Regions from separate parts of the Hordeum vulgare genome. Here regions 2 and 3 are each linked to region 1. The links are chromatin contacts, called in public Hi-C maps. All regions are on one chromosome and are shown on one strand. The core of a region is the stretch at or near the end of the contact, and the rest is flanking DNA. Distances in the headings are between cores, read along the strand shown. Region 1 holds the start of LOC123445491 (phytochromobilin:ferredoxin oxidoreductase, chloroplastic-like). Region 2 holds the start of LOC123445490 (7-dehydrocholesterol reductase). Region 3 has its middle 43 kb from the start of LOC123445489.

Region 1 (3,541 bases), core at 916-3,415:
AGTATCAAAGCAATAAGCAACTCTGAAAATAACATGAGCTGGGTGTGCGTAAATATAATGAATATCGCCAGAAGAGAAACCTTGGCATGGCTTTCACCAATCAACTTCTTCAGAAGTGGAAACCCAGGATCCTGCCCACAGACAAGGCACGGGATTAGTGGAAGAGGCTCTGTAGCAGCTGTTCTTACAAATGATAATATCTAATGAGCAGTCCTAATTTGGCGCAAGTAACAGTGTAATGATAAATCACTAGTCACTGCATATAACTTTCTGTTCATAGCTTTTGTGAAAAATACAAACCTTTTCAGCCCTCCATGTGAGATATCTATGTTGCGCTTCTCTGTTACGAACAACTTTCGTTGTGTCATTTTCTTGGGTTGCTTGATCCATTAACTGAAGCCAAACCTGCCTCATCAGAAACATGAGAAAACAGGAGCATGATACTTGAAACTGCATGGTTGACACAACATTTCAGAGATTTAACAAAGCAATCGTGAATACCTTATAGTAATCCGTCAAAGCTGAATACAGAACATGATGGTTTTGTTCAGTGGGCTCAAATATTGTCCAGATCACGATTGGAGAGAAGAATATCAGAGATTCGCTCGTAATCTTGCCACCCCATGGCAGAAGCTGCATTTTCTCTAAATAAAGATAACACTCTATGTATAAAGCTAATAGAAGAAGACTGGGGTAATGCATCTGGGTGAAGGATAAGATCCAAGTACCTCCCTATACTTCTCTATAAGAGGCATCAAATTCCTGTAGTATTTATCTTTGTAATCCTTGTTTTTAGTTATATTATATAGCGGATTGAGGTCCCTGCAAGTAATTCAAACAGTTTTTTCAAGCCATTATTCACATTCTAGTTTAAGCACAGTAATTGATCCTTGAATGGCATACATATCATGACACTTACAAGACAACAATACTCTGTGCAGGAGTAGTAAAAGCGTTGGCGCAAAATATTGGAAGATCGTATTCAGGTTCAGAGAAAGCAGCAAAGTCAAGAACCTGCATGAGCATATGCATTATAAGTAATGTTTTGGACAGAGATAAGAGATCTCGACAGAAAAACATTACCACTGATTTGACTGTACGATATTCATAGAACAAATTAGACCTGTAATACTATAAAACTTCAGATATAATCAGATAGAACAAACTAAAGCTGTAATGTTCAGATATAACCAGCTTGACATGTAAACCTATCTTTCAGCTCATGGCCTTTCAGAGTTTCAGGATAGTTGTTGGATGGTTTTGGTCAAGGAAACTTTGGACTCGGAGATGGAAGTACCTGAACAGAGTTTTTCTTTTCGACCGTCAAGCTGCGAAGCAGTCTGATCTTGGGGCCGCTGAATGAGAGAGCGTCCAGCACAGTAGCATCATCGTTGGCTCGTATGAGCCTGAACTTTTCCTGGAAGCATGACACATGACAAAATCATCTTCTGTAATGAGAGATATGACCGGCGTCAGCTGATATTGTTACAAGTTGACCTACACTTTCAGACATTCTAGATGGACAACTGCATAAAAAAATGCCTATACCAGACTCGGGGACTGACCCTCAACACCTTAACTGCAGTCAATAATTATCAGTACATCTGAAGAAATAAGGCTCGTGCGTGCTTGGTTGGGGTCATTGTTTACAGGAGATCCGTTCAGACTCCACCCCAGGGCGTCAGACAAAGACCAAGCACCGAAATTCAGCTGGCACTAGCGCGACATCACATCACAACACTGCTGATTTTGCTTCTCTGTTTTGGACTGGATTTTCAATTAGCAGGCGCATCTGAAGTTCTGAACTCGTGGACCTGCCTCACGGGCTAGCATCGACACCAACACCCAGTTTGACAGCTTCGCTAGCCACCTCGAGCAGGCAGAGCATGCTCGCCGGCGCAGCGTGAGCCGAACCAGGACATTGCAAGGTCGCAAGGAAAGAGGAACATGGAGCTGAGCAAGGCGAGCAAATGGAAGCGGTAGGACATGAACCTACCTGCGAGGGGTGCGGCGTGAGGGCGGTGCGGAGGCGGGTCAGCTCCAGCGCGGTGCGGACGAAGCTCTGGTACGACGAGCCGGCGCCCAGCACTCCGGCTCCGCCGCCGCCGCTCATCCTCTCTGCTGCTTCCCCTCCCCACCCAGCCCAGAGTTGGACACTCCGCTGCGGTGTGCGAGGGGGCTTAGATGAGAGGGCAGAGGCAAGGACACGTGGGATGGCTTCCCGTTCCATCCATCCAACCGACCAACAAACCCATACTGCACGCATCTTGATGTGATAATGCAGTTTCTTTTTTCCCCAAGAAGAAAGCAACTTGCAGAACTTGGCCACTTGGTCGGGCTACCATATCCCTATACGTTGTCGCAAAATTTCACACAACATCGGTTTATATTGTCGCAAAATTTCACACAACATCGGTTTATATTGTCGCAAAATTTTAACTCGAAATTCGAAACATTGTGCGAGGTAGGAAAAACACAAAGTAGACACTGAATAGTACGTACATATGTTGGATTTAGATTTGATCCATTATTACATTAATGTCGAATTTATCATTTTTTATCTCGTGCAATGCGTTTTGAATTTTGAGTTGAAATTTTATGACAACATAGATCGATGTCGTGTCAATGTACTACATTTTTTTTTTAGATTTTTTAAATATTTTTAACGTGATACGATGTCCGGTGTACCGATAGCACTACAAGCACAGATGCACCAGATACTTTCCCACTTGGTAGTGTGTCGTGTTATAAATAACACATAGCCCCCATTTCTAGACCCTAATTTGTAACAGGACAAAGCATCTTGGCCTCATGGTCATGCATGTTGACATTCCAAGAGGATCCTTGTTGCAAAAAGCGTTGAAGAGCTTGCAGAACTCGTTGTGTCGTGGCATCGATGAACGACATCGGAAGGAGGAGGAGGCAAGAGGGGGACAAGCTTGAAGAGCTTCGGGTAGTCGGGGGTAGCGATGACCGGTTCATGTGCCCCATCTCCGGTCTGGATTAGAGGAGGAGAGATCGGGGGAGACACTTGCGACAGCTCATGGCGGTACAAGAACGGGATGGTGAATGACGAAGGCTTGCTGCAAAGGGAGTACTAGGAGAGGGGAGGGGTAGTTAGAGGGGAGGGAAAGTCTCACGCCGATGAGATCCATCCTCGATAGGGGAAGGGAGGGCGGGGAGGAGGGGGGGGAGGGAGGAGGACAAAGAGGAAGGGGGGAAGCGGTGGGCGGCCCCATAGGGCACGTGACACACGAACGAGATGAACGCAATTTTGTTTTCAGTCAATTATAACATTCATATAAATAAACACACATTTCAATTATAACATTCATATAAATAAACACACATTTGAACATGTACAAAATATAGGACGTTCTTTTGTCCCTATAGTAAACAAAACAAAACGTATTACATTTTGGTACAAAAGGAAGTAGATCACATGGAGCGAAACCAAATCCTGCTTAGGAGTATTCTGCTTACGGAGAGCGCAGCTCCACCACCGGCCAGCAGGATGCTGCAACCACTACAACAATGTTAT
Region 2 (3,508 bases), core at 450-2,949, 140 kb before region 1:
TTCAGCAATATCAAAGGCTCCATCATCAGTATTAAAAAAAGCCTTACATTCAAGGTTCAGCAATATCAAAGGCTCCACTGTTTTTGCTCTATATGCAAGACAACTAATACCAACATGAACACAGAAGTTGGAAAGAGAAAAATATGGCATGCAAACATTTTACGAATCACAGGTATGACTTATAACATCTTTGAGAGAGAAGAAAAAGGGAGCCTGAAACGATTTCACAGATATCTGAAATGCATTTCCAGTCTTACTTGAACATTGTCAGGCACCATTGCATAGTTTATAGCGAACGTTTAACCAAGATATAAGCAACTCTGTATCATGTTCCAAACTCCTGGGTGCAATGTAGCAGCGCTCAAACACGCAGCTATACACTAAGGAGCCTTTTTCTGAAACTATCAAACAGTATATATAGTCTTCTGCATCAAAGCATGCAACATGTTCGTCAATCTCTGACTACTGCCGTAAGGGATCAAACTCCGAAAACTGAAAAAAAAAAGACCTGGGGCAACATACTGGCCCAAGTTTAGAGAGCCTGAGTGCCTGGGCATGCGAGGTTAGTGATAACTCCTATTTTGGTACATTTAACGGATATGGACAGCATGAAAGCCGCATGGAACCGAGTCTAACAATTTTGGGTTAACTATTTTTGGACAAGCAACAGACAAGGAAATGTAGGTAAATTTATGCCTATGTCCAAAACCAGTAGCTATCATAATTGTTTTTCCTCATAGCGCTGCCAGAAACATCAAATGGCCAATGCAAGTGCACACAAGTAGACAAGTCATTCAATTGTTCAAGGAAGAAACCACCAAAATGACAAGCGATGCAGTTCGAAGGCAATCAGTAGGTGAGTCCAGTCCGCGCGAGAAAATTAGGTAGCCTTACCACCAGAGGCTTAGGTAGGTGAGCAAAGTCACTGCATATGCTAGTAAACCATTTGCCTGAGACAAAAGAAGAAAGCATGAGCTGCAGGTATCTGTCTGATATATCACCAGAAATGTCTGGTTGACTCCCAGGAATGAAGCACGGGCACGGACCTTGTAGACGGGCACATTGCCGGAGGGCGAGATGGGCCCCTCGAAGCGCTTCCCAGGGAGGAGCAGCTGCAGGGCGGCCTCGAAGAGAGCGAAGCCGAGGATGATCTTCCCGGCGACGAGGGTGGGCGCGGGCCAGATGGCCTTGAGCCCCTCCAGGATCCCGTGGTCGCGGAGGTGCTCGTAGATCTGCAGCACCGATCCGTCCGCGTGCACCATGGTGTACCACCTGCCAGGAGCAAGAGCGAGCGACAGAGAGAGAGAGAGAGAGAGATTCAGGACGCATGCTCTAGCAGGTCATCTGTTCTTCCAGCAGAAATCTCTGGCCGGGCAGCGGAGCAGAGCGTAGATTCGGGCGGAGGGACCGAGGGGGCGGATCCAGGGAGGAGGAGGGGACTCACAGGAGGATGACGAAGGGCGGGCAGAGGGACAAGAGCGTGACCATGGAGGCGTAGGTTAACAACGGCGAGTGCGCCGTCTTGGACGGCTGGGGCGGCGGCGCCGCGGGGGCCGGCTTGGGCTGCTGCTGCTGCTTCCCCATGGCGCCTGGTCCTCTCGATCTCGCGCGCGCGTGGAGGGGGAGTGGACTGGGGTGCCGATTGTTTATTAAGGAGGATGTGTGGATCTGTGGCCACCGCCGCCGCCGTCGTCGTTGTCGTCGGGAGGAAAAAAAAAAGAATCTTTGCGTGTGCGTGCACTTCTTTAAAACGAGGACGGCGACGACGAGACTGTGGAGAGCGGCTCGGCCACGTCGAGGGGTTGCTCCTGGGCCGTCGGATCGCCCGGCGCGTCGGATTTTCGCCGTCCGGCCATTTTCGTACGGGTACTAGAGGCATATGCGGAGGTTAGAGCAACTCCAACGCAATGACCCAAACGGATACAGATTTTGTTCGTCTTTTGTTTGTTTGGATCACTTGTGGATACGACGGGCATCCAACGCGCGAACATAAAAGCGGACAGAGTGGACAACAGCTAGACCATGCGTCCCGCCTTCCCCGTGCCGCCCGGCACCTCCTCGTGACGCCCCTCCTCCTCCCTCGCGCCGCCGTGCCCTTACGCTCATTGAGATTCGGGACCCGAGCGACACAAGATCCGCCCTGCCACGCCTCCGCCAAAGATGTCTTCTTGTCGGCGTCACTTGTTCTGCAGCAACCAGCGGTTCGTCCCTCCTCGTCCCTCGCGCGGGGCCAGGAAGAAGGAGGACGTGAGGGCGCCCGACCGAAGCGGCGAGGAGGGCCTGGAGTGAGCGCGGCGGCGGCGGCCTGCGCAGGGGGGCTCGCCGATGAGCGCGGCGATAGAGATCCCCCTGGCGAGCGCGGCGGCGGCCTGCGCAGGGGGGCTCGTCGATGAGCGCGGCGACAAAGATCCCTCTGACGAGCGCGGCGGCGGCCTGCGTAGGGGGCTCACCGATGAGCGCGGCGACGGAGATCCCCCTAGCGAGCGCGGCGGCGGCCTGCGCAGGGGGGCTCGCCGATGAGGGCGACAACGGAGATCCCCCTGACGAGTGTGGTGGCGGTCTGCGCAGGAGGGGCTCGCCGGTGAGCGTGGCAACCCCCTGCGCATGTGGCCTCGCTCCTCCTCACAGTCGTTGTGGAGGTAGACGCCAGCTCGGGACGCAGTCACTGATAGGTGGGACCGGACACGAGCAGACCGTTGACGAGAGCGTCCGTTTCTGTCCGCTTCGTACCCATTTGTTCTCATATTTGCGTTAGATTTGGGTCAAGGCAGACAATAAACAGACAACATACGGACACGCGCATCCATTTAAGTTATCTCGTTGGATCAACTTTTTGTGTCTGGATGACCCGAAGGTAGCTGTGTTGGTTTGCTCTTATGAGCTGTAGCGTTAGGGACCATGAGTGACAGCCGCCACAAGACGTTCGCGTGGCCATTTCCCGCGGACGAAAAGGAAAAGGGTGGCGTGGCGTGTAATTAATTCATGTGCTCGACTGCTTGTGGAGCCGAGTGGTGTATAGCTCCTTGCTATACGTACACAAGTACGAGCCAGATCTCTTAGCTTGGTGGCTGGCCTGTGGAGATGGGGCCGTTTCGTGCCATGTGTCGGCTCCACATTCATTCTTAGGCTTGAGACATGGATAAGAAAATATTAAGAGCATCAACATCTGGATCTTACAAATCTCGCTCCTCGCGGACACTGATCGGTCACGCCTCAAATTTCTTTCTCCACATCCACGTATCCCATATCCGGCGCCCTATGTCCATACACCATTTTACACATGCACGTCGAAATAATTTACGTGATCTAACATCGCACAATAAAATCGGAAGCAAACGAACATAAGATTTGCGGCAAACGGATCACCCTGGGTGTTTGGGTACCCGAACCCGTTACCCGAATCCGAATCCGAACCGAATTATCCGAATGCCGGCATCCCGCGGTGGCGGCGCGCGAACTGCTCTACTCCCCCCCCCCCGTCCTAGTGTTCATTGCCTCTCACAAATGG
Region 3 (3,564 bases), core at 789-3,288, 260 kb before region 1:
CTATTCAGGATGTGACAAGTGGTGCACTGCATGCGTTTCATTTATCGCTACCTGAGAGTTTTCTCTTTTTCATAGATTCATATTTAAAAAATGTCTTATCTCTTAAATCGTGCGTCTAAATCTCAAACCATTTTCATTGTTGGATTTCTCGCGTTGAGATCTTCAAAACTAGATCCCATGTTGATAGGTTTTGACGATTTTTTTCATGTAAAAACCCGGACCAAAAAACCGTACCCCCCGCGATAGGAAAAACATAAAAATCGCGTTTTTTCGCATTTTTTTTCTTTGAGAGGCACGGTCATGCCTCTCACGAAGACAACACCGTGCCTCTCAGGGGAAAAAATTGTGTTTTTCCCTTTTCGAGAGGCACGACCATGCCCCTAACGAAGGCAAAACTGTGGCTCTCGTGGAAGCAAAAAACCATGCCTCTCGCGGAAGCAAAATCGTGCCTCCCGCCAAAATAATAATTTGAAAATTCTTTATTTTCGTTTCCAAGAGGCACGGCCATGCCTCTCGTGAAGGCAAATTTGTACCTTTCGTGGAAGCAAAACCATGACTCTCGCTAAAAACAAAAACATATTTTTTCACGCATTTTTTTGTCAAAAAGCTAAGAAAGACTGGTGAAAAACTGAAACACCAAAAAAGATCAAAAAAATAATAATCTAAAAAACCAAAAACGCGTGCGGAAAAGTTAAAGAAATAAAATCCAGAAAAAAACAATTAGAGCACGACACGTGGCGGCGGCTGAGAACACGTCATGTTGCGGTACATGGAAGTGCTTGCTGAGAGGCTTGTGAAGAAACGTTTGCTAACTAGTTACTCTCGGGAGCTGCGGGTTTCAAGTACGATGCGTTAACCACCAGGCCAATTCCTTAGGACGTGATTGATTCCCTTCTTTTTAGTTGATTTACTTACTGTTTTTCGAATTTGTTCTGTTTTTTTCTTTTTACATTTTTCTTTCTTATTTTTTACTCTTTTTAATAAATGATAAATGCGTGAATATTTTTTAATTTCGCTATTTTTCTCTATAAAAGCGATGAACTATCATTCGAATTTGATGAACTCCTTTTCAAATTGATGAACTATTTTTTTGAAATTCAATAAGCTTTTTTCAAATTTGACTATTTTGTTTTCAAAACCAATGAAGTTTTTCCGAAATTCCATGAATTATTATTGAAATCTGTGATCTTTTTTCATGGTTTTTAACCTTTTTGCAAAGTTGATGATTTTTTCCAAAAAGACTGAACTATTGTTCAAAATCCATGAACTTTTAATAAAATTGTGAACTTTTTTTCAGATCACCATGAACTTTTTATCCAAATTTATGAACCATTTTTTACAATCGTGATTTTTTTCATTTCAGAATTTTTTCTATATCATGATTTTTATTTTTTGTTGAAATTTTACATATTTGTTTTCTTTTTATAAAAGATAATCAGAGATGAAACAACCCTTGAGTGAGCGACCAGGGCATGGCAATCGATAAAGCCATCAAGCGCTTGCCACACGGCCTGGCTCATGAGCAGGCGACTTATTTGAATATCGATAAACATTTTTTAAATTTTAATGAACAATTTTTATGATTGACGAATTTTTTTGAATATCTGTAAACATTTGTGAACTTTGAACATCTTTTTGGAAATGGATGAAGTTTTTAATCTTTATGAAACATTTTTCAGTTCAATGAACTTTTTAAAAAATACATTGTTTTTTTTTAATTTTTGATAAACTTTTCTCACGTTTATTGAACTTTTAAAAAATTTAATGAACTTATTTTAAATTAGATGATTTTTTTTTTCATTTTCAATGAACTTTCTTTCATATTGATGAACGTTTTCAAAATTGACGAACCTTTTTTAAAGATATGAAATTTTTTCCAATGTATAAACCTTTATTGTTTAAATATGTAAATATTTTTGGATTATATACTTTTTTAGAAATAAAAAAAGAGAAAAAACTGGACATCATGCTAGTAGACGACCCATGCTAACAGCGCTGCAGGCGCCATATGGTTAACGGGCGCGTGCAAAGCAGCATAGGAGCTCCGGCCGAAATGTCGCTATAACACACACGGGAGGCAGCCATCGGCGCATTAGTGCGTCCCGGTTTTGGGAACGTACGCAGCGGTTCTCAGTCTGTTTTCCCAGTTTTAGGAAACTTTTAGAAGTTTCTCTGAAGCGTTTTTTTTATTTTCCTTTATTTTGTTTTTTGTTTTGTTTTTTCTATTCTGTTTTTATTGCAAAAAATGTTCGTATTTTCAAAAAGTTGTTCTTCAATTTGAAATATGTTTTTGTATTTATGGATTTTAAAGAAAAGTTCTAGATTTTGTATAAATGTTCTGGATTTCAAAAGCTTTTCTAGAATTTCAAATAATATTCTGCACTTTCAAAAAATTATCTTTAAATTCAAAAAATGTTTTTGCTTTTTAGGAAAATGTTTTGGATTTTTAATTTTTTTTCCGAATTTTCAAAGATAGTTCTTCAAATCCGAAATATGAATTCTATATGGGAATTTGAAAAATAAATCCTGTTTCGTAATTTTGCTCAAAAATATAAAAATATTCTGGAATTTAGAAAATTGTTCCTGTTTTGTAAATTTGTTCAACAATCCGTAACATATTTAAATTTTGCACTTTCTTCACATATTTGAAAAATGGTCTTATTTTATTTTTCTGTATTTTCTTTATTAATTTAAAATTTGTGCACAATTCAAAAAACGTTGATTGTTTTAGAATTTATGCACAATTCAAAAAATGTGCATAGTGTCAAAATTTGTTCAAAATGAAAAAAAAATCATGTTTCAAATTTTGTTCACAATTGGGAAAAATTCGTGGTAGCCATCCCCGCGCTCGCCATCTGCCACTCATACTCGTTGGCCACCTGTGCAAATAGTGCTCAACCTTAGGAGTGCGAAGTTTTGATGGACAGGTGCATTGGAGGACTTTATTTCAAAAGGTTCAAAAATGGTATTTCTATGTTAAAAAAAATCCAAAAATATATATGTGAAAACTTATACATATTTGCAGTGGATCTGTAAAATTTTGTTTCAAATTTTTTCCTTTTGCAAGCTGCACAAAAACAACAAAATTCCGGCCCAAGAACAACAAAAAAGGTCCCATTTTCATTTGTTTTTTGTATTTTTTTTGTATACGCCACGTATGGAAGTGTATTGTTATGAACTTTTTCCTCAACGTGTTATATATGTATAATTTTTCTATATTTTTTTGGTTATGTGGAAATATGTTATTTAAAGTCCATTTGCACTTTTCGTTAACCTTAGCCGCTTTGTGCATCTACAGTTGACAATCGGCAGCTCTCTCACCGGTCGGTTCTAGTCTGTGGTCACCGTGGATTGCGAGCATCTCCTGCATCACCGCCTTCGGTCCGTCGTCGTCCTTGCACCACCATGTCCAGCCATGGTTTTCACTTTCAGTGAGATTTTGTTCATGAATTTAATTTGTTTCATGTTTCCAAAAAAATTCAAAATTCGAAAAATGTTTGCAATTTAGAAATTTATGCATAGATTCAAATAATAGTCACAATTTAATAATTTTGTTCAAAAATT

What was found. Hi-C and Micro-C count contacts between places; a contact is called where the count stands out from the background.
Region 2: a Hi-C map of leaf shows a contact between it and region 1, with 3 times the contacts expected there. The contact joins the promoter of LOC123445490 here to the promoter of LOC123445491 in region 1. A contact is called at or near these places in 2 of 6 Hi-C or Micro-C datasets (leaf and seedling).
Region 3: a Hi-C map of leaf shows a contact between it and region 1, with 7 times the contacts expected there. The contact joins the enhancer-like site here to the promoter of LOC123445491 in region 1. A contact is called at or near these places in 2 of 6 Hi-C or Micro-C datasets (leaf and seedling).

What each region holds. Positions count from the first base shown.
Region 1 is chr3H:596,665,514-596,669,054 of MorexV3_pseudomolecules_assembly, forward strand. It overlaps LOC123445491 (phytochromobilin:ferredoxin oxidoreductase, chloroplastic-like), which reads right to left and starts at 2,166. Exons shown (of 8, transcript XM_045122483.1): 1 at 1,997-2,166; 2 at 1,298-1,417; 3 at 920-1,014; 4 at 729-822; 5 at 502-633; 6 at 301-405; 7 at 81-131. The coding sequence starts at 2,113.
Region 2 is chr3H:596,527,923-596,531,430 of MorexV3_pseudomolecules_assembly, forward strand. It overlaps LOC123445490 (7-dehydrocholesterol reductase), which reads right to left and starts at 1,700. Exons shown (of 14, transcript XM_045122482.1): 1 at 1,445-1,700; 2 at 1,047-1,272; 3 at 895-950. The coding sequence starts at 1,584.
Region 3 is chr3H:596,409,658-596,413,221 of MorexV3_pseudomolecules_assembly, forward strand. No RefSeq gene overlaps it. Among protein-coding and RNA genes, the nearest start is that of LOC123445489, 43 kb to the left of the region's middle. Within about 2 kb of position 2,039, at least 1 of the 3 cell types and tissues checked has open chromatin away from gene starts, as enhancers often do. A contact at or near this core is called in leaf, where this site is marked.